2 separate regions of the Sander lucioperca genome follow, and region 1 is linked to region 2. A link is a contact called in public Hi-C data. All regions are on one chromosome and are shown on one strand. The core of a region is the stretch at or near the end of the contact, and the rest is flanking DNA. Distances in the headings are between cores, read along the strand shown. Region 1 holds the start of fgf19 (fibroblast growth factor 19). Region 2 holds the start of lto1 (protein LTO1 homolog).

The links. Hi-C and Micro-C count contacts between places; a contact is called where the count stands out from the background.
Region 1: a contact with region 2 is called in a Hi-C map of liver, with 7 times the contacts expected there. The contact joins the promoter of fgf19 here to the promoter of lto1 in region 2. A contact is called at or near these places in 2 of 2 Hi-C or Micro-C datasets (liver and muscle).

The regions. Positions count from the first base shown.
Region 1 is chr3:4,290,651-4,295,330 of SLUC_FBN_1.2, reverse strand. It overlaps fgf19 (fibroblast growth factor 19), which reads right to left and starts at 1,743. Exons shown (of 3, transcript XM_031287049.2): 1 at 1,430-1,743; 2 at 1,201-1,304. The coding sequence starts at 1,640.
Region 2 is chr3:4,095,921-4,101,089 of SLUC_FBN_1.2, reverse strand. It overlaps lto1 (protein LTO1 homolog), which reads left to right and starts at 2,074. Exons shown (of 5, transcript XM_031287079.2): 1 at 2,074-2,368. The coding sequence starts at 2,310.

The DNA.
Region 1 (4,680 bases), core at 494-2,993, 190 kb before region 2:
GCAATGGCAATTTTTTCTTTTTTTTCTTCACTCTTACTATTTTATTTTAATAATAGGCTTAATGAAACTATGAGTGAAGCTGATTCTATTCACTTGTATCCAAACAGGTTAGAAAATAGCTCAGACAGCTAAATTAAACATAAATTAGAATGGCATGTCAGTGGTTTGCATTAGGATTGCATGAATGGTGTTTTTTAGATAGAAGGCCCCTTTTATCGGAAAACATACGTAAATGGTTCTGCAAGTTCTTCGACAGCTGTTTACTTTGACCAAAGAGAGCCAGTCAGAGGCCAAGGTTGTTGTTGCTGCTGCTGTGTCTTTTCATTCAGGTTTTTACTTTGCAAACACATCCTACCCTGCACCACACTGGACAAAGGTTGATGAACTGGTCGTCTGTCTGTCTGAATGAATGACTGGCCTGCAGTGTTTTCTGAACAGGGAAGCTGATTAGCAAAATAATACAAAGCAGCAGGTTACCTCAGGTCATTAATGCCTGTAAAAATATTTCTGAAAGATTACTATTGTTTTACTTTTACTGTTTGTAACAATAGTTAATAGCAAGCAATAAGTAAAAATGTGAGATTCAATGACAGTAAATAATGACACTATGAAATGAAACTGAACTCCAATAAAACTATGACAATAGGAATGACAAAGTCACATTAATGATAAGCCATTAATACTGTTATCAAATATCAAGTAATTCAATTCTTTTCATAATAAATCTATATTTTACTATATTTATTTGTGTAACTAATTCATTAATTTCATGTTGGCCATTCTGGTGTTACAGATCATCTTTTTTTAACTTAAATTATGTGTGTAAAATCTCAATAATGCTCATACTCAAGTATTCTAATTTGTTTGCAGTTGTAAAATTCTACATCTGAACATACATCACAACACAAAAATTCTAGAAACAGTGTTTGTGTTAGGATTGTACACTATACTATCAGATAATATTATCTATAATAATTATATTATTAATATTATCAATTTGATTACTATCTAGCCAAATTATTATCACTCTGCAGTGGTAATTAGACAAAATTATCTTTCACCTCACCTTACCGTTTAAGTAACCTGACATGTGACTTTTCATAATTTTGGCTGAATAATAACTTTTTTAACTTGAATTTTCATATGATTAATAAACAACAGGTGTAGAAATAAAAGGACCTTGTCATATGAAATCCTTACCGATGAGTACAGTCTTCCATCGGCTTCTATGCAGAGAAACTGTGCGGTTGCTACTCCTCTGATGACAACACAGCCTGGATCCACTGCACGGATCTCCAGAAGGCCTGTGAGTTCAAATGTTCATCAGAGTGAAAAACCCCACCAAGCCTACTCAGTCATCAGTATGATTTACCAACAAGCATGACAGTTTGCAGCGTGTTAAGACTGCGTTTTAAAATGCATGACTTACTGTATGGAGTTTGGTGTGCAGAGCCGTGGATCTGTCCATCCCCACTGATCAGTAGGTGCAGTCCCGGCCTGGCAGCATACAGGTGCCTGAGCCGGACCATCTGGCCCCAGCTGTGGGCGATGTGGGGGCCCTGGTCTGTTAGGGGCATGCAAACAACTCCAACAGCAAAAAACATATTGGCAATGGATACGGTGACCACGAGCAGAAGCATATTTTGTCAAATCCTCTGTAAGGACTCTGTTGCTGCTCCCTCCAGTTGGCAGTGTGAAGTAAGTTAGTCTCATCCAAACCCAGTCTTTTAAAAGTGGCCCTTATCAGCAGCAGATAACCTTCTTTCCCAAATCCAGTTCCCAGAAGCAGACCACAACACACCCCTGCATGACATCAAACTGAATCATTGCTCTCCATTGGCCCTAGACGAGCCCTGACGCGAGCCCCTGTCATGTCTATGCGTACTTCATAAAATACGACTCATGACATTTTCTAAAGTGGCAGGAAACCTTTTTTAATTCGGCATACTTATATAACAACAGAATTACATTGTGATTCTTACTAACGTCATCTTGGTGAGGAAGTATTGTGGGAGAATGCATGAATTTCAAATTCAGAAACTTTGTTTTGCTGCGTGGGAAATAATTTGCATGCAGAATGTTCCAGAAGATACTAATGATTTAGTCAAGGTCATAACTATGTGTATAGTTGTTGCTTTTTTGTGAATAAGAGGAAGCAAATACTTTTACACAGGAGTTTGGCATAAACTCTCAATGCAGAACACGACTCGTATTGAGGCTGCCCCAGGGGCCTCATGGGAATGATACCTATTCTAACTCTCTCTCTCTCTTCTAGTGTTGGTGTTAATAGTAGAAGCAGCAGTGCTGTGGTGGACTTCAGCTAAGTACATTTACTCAGGACTGTATTTCAGTAAGTCTATGAATCTGAGGTAGGCCTACTTGGAATATTATATTTTACATCCAAAACAGGATGAGCTTTTAAAATATGTTGCACTGTTGTAGATCAGCTCCACCTCTATTGTTTGAGTGTTGAACCTCTTGTTTGCTTTTTCCTTTGTTGTTTTTATTAGTTCATTAAGTTGTTTTTTTATATTTACCGTATTTCCTCAAATAAAAACCGGTAGTCAATTAAAAGCCGGGCCTCTGATAGTGGCCGGGGGCGTGGTCAACACGGACAAATAAAGGCCGGTCTCAAATTAAGGCCGGGGAAAAAAATAGTGTGGATAATCTCCTAAATGCCTTTCATATAATATTAAGTAAATAAAATTCAAGTTCATTGTAATGTACATTTCTACCAATTTCATTTAACAGATTCAACAATACATTTATGCTTTTTTCCACACTTTGTTTTTCTGGATTATTGTCCAACCGGTATTTTAGTCAATGCGGCTGTATGTGTTACTCAGCCAAGTGTAGTTTGCAGTAACGTCCAGGTGCCAATAGATGGCAGTAGCTACATTGGCTGTAACACGGGTCTCATTTAGTGCTAGCAGAGAAAGACGGACTCTGGTGCTATTGACGGACTTTTCAACAACAAAACGAAAAGAGTTTTAAAGTATGCGGAGGAAAACTCGGGTGAAAAAGCTGCGAGACGTTTCGACATTGACCCCAGGAGAATCCGATACTGGAAGAAACAGAAGGATGAGCTGACAAGATTAGCCGACAAGAGCAGAGCACAGCTAGCTAGCTGGAGGTGGGAGGAAAGAAGTTAGCCTGGAGCTAGAAACAAAGCTAGCTAGCTACCGTCTGTAACGTTAATCAGATACTGGTGTGCTGCAAACCAGCAACTACTGTATGCTCTTATTGTAATCTACCAGCAATACTGTAGTACCTGTATTTGAAATAAATACCCGGTACATTTACAGGGTTCAAACTGACACAATGGTGGTGTTTGATTCATTCTGACCCAAATTGTTTTGTTGCCCTTCTGGCTGTTGTTGTAAATGGTGATATTTGTGCAAATGTTTCTTAAAAAATGAATGATCTCTGTCCACTGGAACGCTATGGTTTTTCATTTAAAACAGTTTATTTAAAATAGTTATACTTTTCAAACAGATGAAATTAAGAATAAAGGCCTGCCTCTAATAAAAGCCTGCTTCAAATACAAGCCTGGTACCTTCTGCACTGCAAGGCCCCGGCTTTTATTTGAGGAAATACGGTATATTCTTACCTTCCATTTTAACTGTGTATTTTACTTAATGTTGCACAGAACAGCACATTGTAACCATGGTTTTAAAAGGTGCTTTTATAAATAAAGTTTACTACATCTCCACCAACAATAATAGTAAAACAGCTACTTCTATTTCTCTTAAATGCTGCTGATGGCGGCAGCTACTGACATGTTGCTTGAGTGAATACTATTATTGATTGAGATTATGTTTATTCTTGTCTGCTCTTATGTGATTGGTTGACTGCAAAATTGAATTGCTCTTAGTGATAAATTAAGTTGTTTGAGTTGAATTGAACTTTTTGTCTTATGATATTTACATATTTTACTTCAGTAACATTTTCAATGCAGTACTTGTACTTGCAGTGGATGTAAATGCAATGTGCTTTGACATTGTGGTTTTGCTACTTTTACCGAGTAAAGGGTCTGAATACCCCCCCGCCCCCCACTGTACCGTAATAGTAGTAGTAGTAGTAGTAGTAGTATCTCAAACACAGGGTCATACAATGTGCTTTATCAGGTCATAGATCAATGTCAGAGTAACATTAATTAGTTACAAGTTGCAGCAATAGTAATATGTAGTATGCCTAGTAAATAGTAGCAATAACTCCTGTAGCAGTAGTATTAATAGAGATAGTAGTAGTACAAATAATCTTGTTTTTGTTGCTGTAAGTTAGTGCAGACTGGCAGAAGGAACAGTTCCAGCCTTGGCTCATGCCTATAGACTGCATGTGTCCTATATTGATGGTCACGTTGCATAATTATGTTACATAAAGTGCTACCAAATGTACTCAATGTCAAATAGCACATGTTTTATTTGTGGACAGGGTAAAGTCTACAGATGTTTGAATCCAAGTGGAGCTGTGAGAGCAGGTCACTCCACACTCAAATAACAGACTTCTTTCCGCTCTTATCACGTTCTGGCCTGTGCTTCCGCTCCACGGCCTTTTATTTACATACAAGTTAAACTGTAATGGAAAACAAACATCACATTTCACCAAAATGCTACCCAAGGCTCAGATTTCAAAATCTTTTTGGGGGGTTTTAGATTTGTAAATTGATCCTGTCTGTGT
Region 2 (5,169 bases), core at 825-3,324:
ATGTTGTGTAAATTAAAAAAGATTTATCTTTAAAAAAATAATATGTTGGATTCATGATAATGTATATTTTCAGACATATATATATATATATATATATATATATATTTTTTTTTTTTTTTTTTTTTTTTAACTATCTAACAATCATTTGGTGGCCCCCCTGCAGCAACTCTGAAGACCCCCTAGGGGTCCCAGACCCCCAGTTGAAGATCTCCGCTATAAAGTACTTTAAAGCTGTAGTATTTTGCCATGCAGGATCAGGGTAGTTGTGCTGATTTGGAGAAACTTTTCACAGAGCTACTGTTGTCAGACCTACAAGAAATGGCCGAGTCTTGTGCTGCTGGGACTACTTTGTAGAGCTGAAATGAACAAAAAAATGAGGATAAGATAAAAGATGAATTGTTTCAGTTATTTTTAAAGCAAAAAAATGCCCTAACGCCGGCTACACACTGGATGCGTGGCGTGAGCGTGGCGTTTGTACTTTGTATGTCTTTGCACACCAGAAACGTGTCTGACGCAGTGCTGCTGCTGCTAGCCTTGTCTGTACACATGTATGTTTCCCATTGATAAACTGCACTCAAGCAGTAGTATACTTCATGTTAAACATAAATATATACTGATTTGATTACAGCAAAGACAACGTCGGCAGTATTGACGGCAAAATAGGCTACAGAATATTTCGTGCAATATTTGAAAATCAATAATTATATATATTTTTTTAATTACATTTATATCTGCATTTATGTCAAAACCTAGAGACTTTCAAACATCAAAATGTCATTTATGAAATGTATTCGTGTCAAAATGACATATAAACATCTTTTCCTATTCTATTTTGAATGGAAACGCTTCCAACACGCTTGCGTGTCGGGTGAAAAATAGGCGTCGGTCCTATTTCTAGCATGCATGCGTTTTCGAGACGTGCGTGTTTAACCTGTTAACATGGCAGCCAAAATAAAAACGGACACACCACGCAGCTGACACGCTCACACCACGCATCCAGTGTGTAGCCGGCCTAGAGATTTCCTTGTTCCAGCTTATCAAATGTGAGGATTTGCTGCTCCTCTTTGCCTTATGTGATAGTGAACTTAAAATATTTGTAGGTTTTGGACTATTGGTTGGTCAAAACAAACAACCTGAAGATAACACCTTGGGCTTTAGGAAACTGTCTTGGGCATTTTTTTACCACTTTGATGTTTTAAAGACCAAATGCGTAATCGATTAATTGAGAAAATAGTCGTCAGATTTATTGATAATGAAAATAATCTTACTTGCAGACCTACTTATTTGTACAACTATGCCACAAATGCATCAGAATTTAAAATTATATATATATTTAAAATGATATATATGCAGTAATTAAATTAATGAGCCCACTTCATTCAAATAGAGAAAATAAAAAGCCTAAACACAGATAACAGTACTTTCATTTATTTATTCAATAATACCCAGTTATTTACAATATCTTTGAATACATTTTAGTATTGGTTACCTGTTTATCCATTGGGGCACATTTAAAAAGCCGTATTTAACTTGTTACAGACAGCGGTTTATATCAGTCAAAGTGGATGTCTAAGGTTAAAAACATTCCTGACCAACGTGGTTTATTTATGACACAATTGTGAAGATATGAGTCCAGAATACATCAATGTTCAGGTTAACCTTTGACCCACGGATATGGATCTTCAGAATCTGCATGATGAGGCTTATACTGTAACAACCCTCAGCATAATACAGGTTGTTCCAGACTGATTTAAACTTTTTTAATAATGCTTCCCTTTTTACTAAGCCCTGCTTCCAAACATTTATTGTGTGCGCTGAATCATTTATTTCCAATTTCCATTCATTTTAAAGCCAATCACAATCAAAACTACAAATAAGAAGAAACAATAGCACGGGCGGCCGGCTGCTCGGCCGTCGAACAATTTTCCAACTGCTGGAATATTCTGTGGACTTGGGCACGTGAGCAACTTGACACTAAGCAGTAGCACCATTAGATATAGAACATTGTTTGAGTAGCACAGCCTGGAAGCTTTGGGTACACCGGGATGCAGCCGCTATGAATGTGTGCAGACTCTGCGACTGTTCCCCTCCAGACAGCCAGGGAGCAGCACTCCGCTCTGATGGCGGAGGAAGCAGTGCCGGCTGCCTGCTGGAAATTGGTAGAAACCCATAACCATACAGTAAGCAGTTTGTAGCGGTTAGCAGCCAGCATTTTAGTCTACATCTCTGTTGATTAAAGCATCTGGCGCATAGGGCTGTAAACACTGTGAAAACTGTTTTTACAGAATAAGATTGTAAGTTAAGTGGAGATGGCTGGCGGCTCTGAAAATGAAGATCTATTTGACACTATTCTTCTGGCGGATGAAAGGTGAGTTTTCTGGCACTTGCATGTTGTCTTGTTATGTCCCTACTGGTTTCCACACAAACTGGTTTCCGTATATTGTGTTTACCTAACAGCAGCAGTTGTTGCTGCCTCTCTCGCCAGATTCGTCACACAATCACAAACACATTACTGGCGATTTTGAAATCTCTTCCCAGATCTACTGCGGCGAATATGATGGTATAAGTGAGCACTACATCACAGCCACATACAAAAAAGAAATTTAAGAAAATGTAACGATTGCAAGATTGTGTCGAGGTAGTTTCGATCTCACAAGGGCAAAAACTCCTGTTAACAGCAGCTCTACGCTGTGAGCTACGAAGCTCATGGATTTTCTGCTTTCCAGTCATGTATTAATTAACTACGTCAGCACCCAGGTAACATGTTGTCTTGAGTTGATCTGAAACAACTGGTTACCTGGGTTTAGTTTAGAAAATACCCGAACGTATTTCACGTTTCTTTCCTCGCGGCTACGGCTATATTGACCACTGTAGCCTACATTACAGCCCCCTACGACACTACACAGCCTATGGTAAGAAAAAGTTTTTTAAATAGTGACGATCTAACTCAGATAAAACTGTAAACATACAGTACGAGCCGAGCGAGCCACTGAGCCAGGAAAAGTCGAATACAAGTTCTGAAGGCATGGACGTAATGATTTACAGTAAAGCTTCATTTTGTGTAGACTAGCTATATTGAATAGTAAAACATACCTCTGTGTTTGCAAAACGTGCTAGCAATACAGTGTTATTTGAGCTTGTGTGTCTATCGAATTATTCTATCCAAAGCTATGTTCTAATCATAGACTGTTAATATGTACAGTCTATGGTTCTAATCAAACTCCAACACAGCATAACGTTATTTAAATTATTTAAGGAGCATTTCTCTCTGGGTTCAATAAGTGCGCCCCTCGTGGACACAATGAAACACTGCCTAAGCCCAGGGTAACAAGTTGTTTTAGCTTTTCATGTGGCTCAGTGTTAGCTTGTCCGAGTTATATTGTCACTGTTTAACAGTATTTATAGTCATATGTGTAATGTTGTAGGGGCTGTAATGTAGTGATAATATATCCGTAGCCGCGAGAAAAGAATCATGATAAATACGATTGTGTATTTTCGAAGAGTAACGGTTTTCTACAGCCTATGGGAGTAACCAGTTGTTTCAGACAAAACCAAAACAAACTGTTACCAAAGAATTTCTAATAAGGGAAGAAGTTCCACTCTCTCGTTACTTCCGGCTTCTGAACTGGTTGCAGTTCCACCAGAGTTCCATATAGGGGGCGCTCACAGGCCAGTGCAGAATGAATGGGACTCTATGGAGCTATACCCCTCAAAATCCACTTTTCTCAGGATATAATTTTTTGTCTAGTAATTTGAATGTTGCATTCGAAAGGGGAAGCTAAGAAAATACACACTACTGGGTGTTCGATTTTTTTAAAGTGGCTTTTTTGTTCTAAAAAGCCTTTTAAAATGTCAATGACGTCATACACATATACGGCCAGAGATACTGCTTTACGGCAAGCTCTGAGTCGCTTCCTTTTTTCTCTTGAGGCATCAACAACACAGCTAACAGGTTAGGCTCTCCCTGTCAATACATGTGCTAGAAAGAGGTTTGCTAATGTTTTAAAGACCACGCCGAAATATTCACTCTGACATTCTGGTTCTGCTTCGGATGCCGTCAAGCGGGATCTCCGACCGTAATCAGTCCTTCACTGACCAATCAGCATTCATTAGCAGAATGCTAGCGTGTTATGGGCAACAACGACACAATCTGTAAGAAATCGAAAGGACATAAGTACTCGTTCATTCAACTTTCGACCTATAATCCATGTTGAACTTGCAAAACTACAATCAAATCTGAGATTTCTCAACAACAATCAGACGAAAGAGACAAATTTAGCCGTCTAGCTCCATAGAGTCCCATTCATTTTGCACTGGACCGCGATCACCCCCAGTGGAACTCTGGTGGAACTGCAACCAAATTCGGTACAATGGGGCTGAATAGGGAGTGGAACGGCTTTCCGTAGACGGGCTTTGCTGTTACCAGGATGCTGACGTAGTTGAGTAATGCCTACTGGAAACAAAAGTAAACAGCATTCGAGTAGCTCGCAGCGTAGAGCTACGGACATGAAGAGTATGTGTTTTTGCTTTCAACAGTTCGAAACCAGCTCGATGCAAACTTGCAATTATTGTATTTTCTGCTTATTCATACAATCATATTCGCAGCAATAGATATGAAATGCGACCTGAAAATCGCCAGTAATGTATTTGTGATTGTGTGAAAAATCTGGCGATAGAGGCAGAAACAACGGCTGCTGTTAGGTAAACACAATATACGGAAACCAGTTAGTGTGGAAACCAGTAGGGACATAACACCGGTTCAGGAATGGCTCAGATTTATAATGAAAGAGAGTTAATGTAGCCTAATTATGATCTTAGTGAGAACATGCAGGACTTAGGGTTGCACGATATTGACGAAATGTGATATTGCGATATCGATTATGAATATTGCGATATCAATATTATTTTCGATATTTTTAAACATGTAAAATTACAAAAGTTACGGGAAAACACATCAAAAATAGATTCATAACAAATTAAACAAGTTTTCTTACAACACAAGGTTTATTTCAACTGACAATCATATTGGACTGGTACATAGGGTTGCAAAGGAGTGGAAATTTTCTGGTAAATTTCTGGAAACTTTCCATGGAAAGTTAAGCTGGGGAATTTTGGAAACATTCCAATTTGGAAACTTTCATGGGAATTAATGGGAATTTACGAGAATTA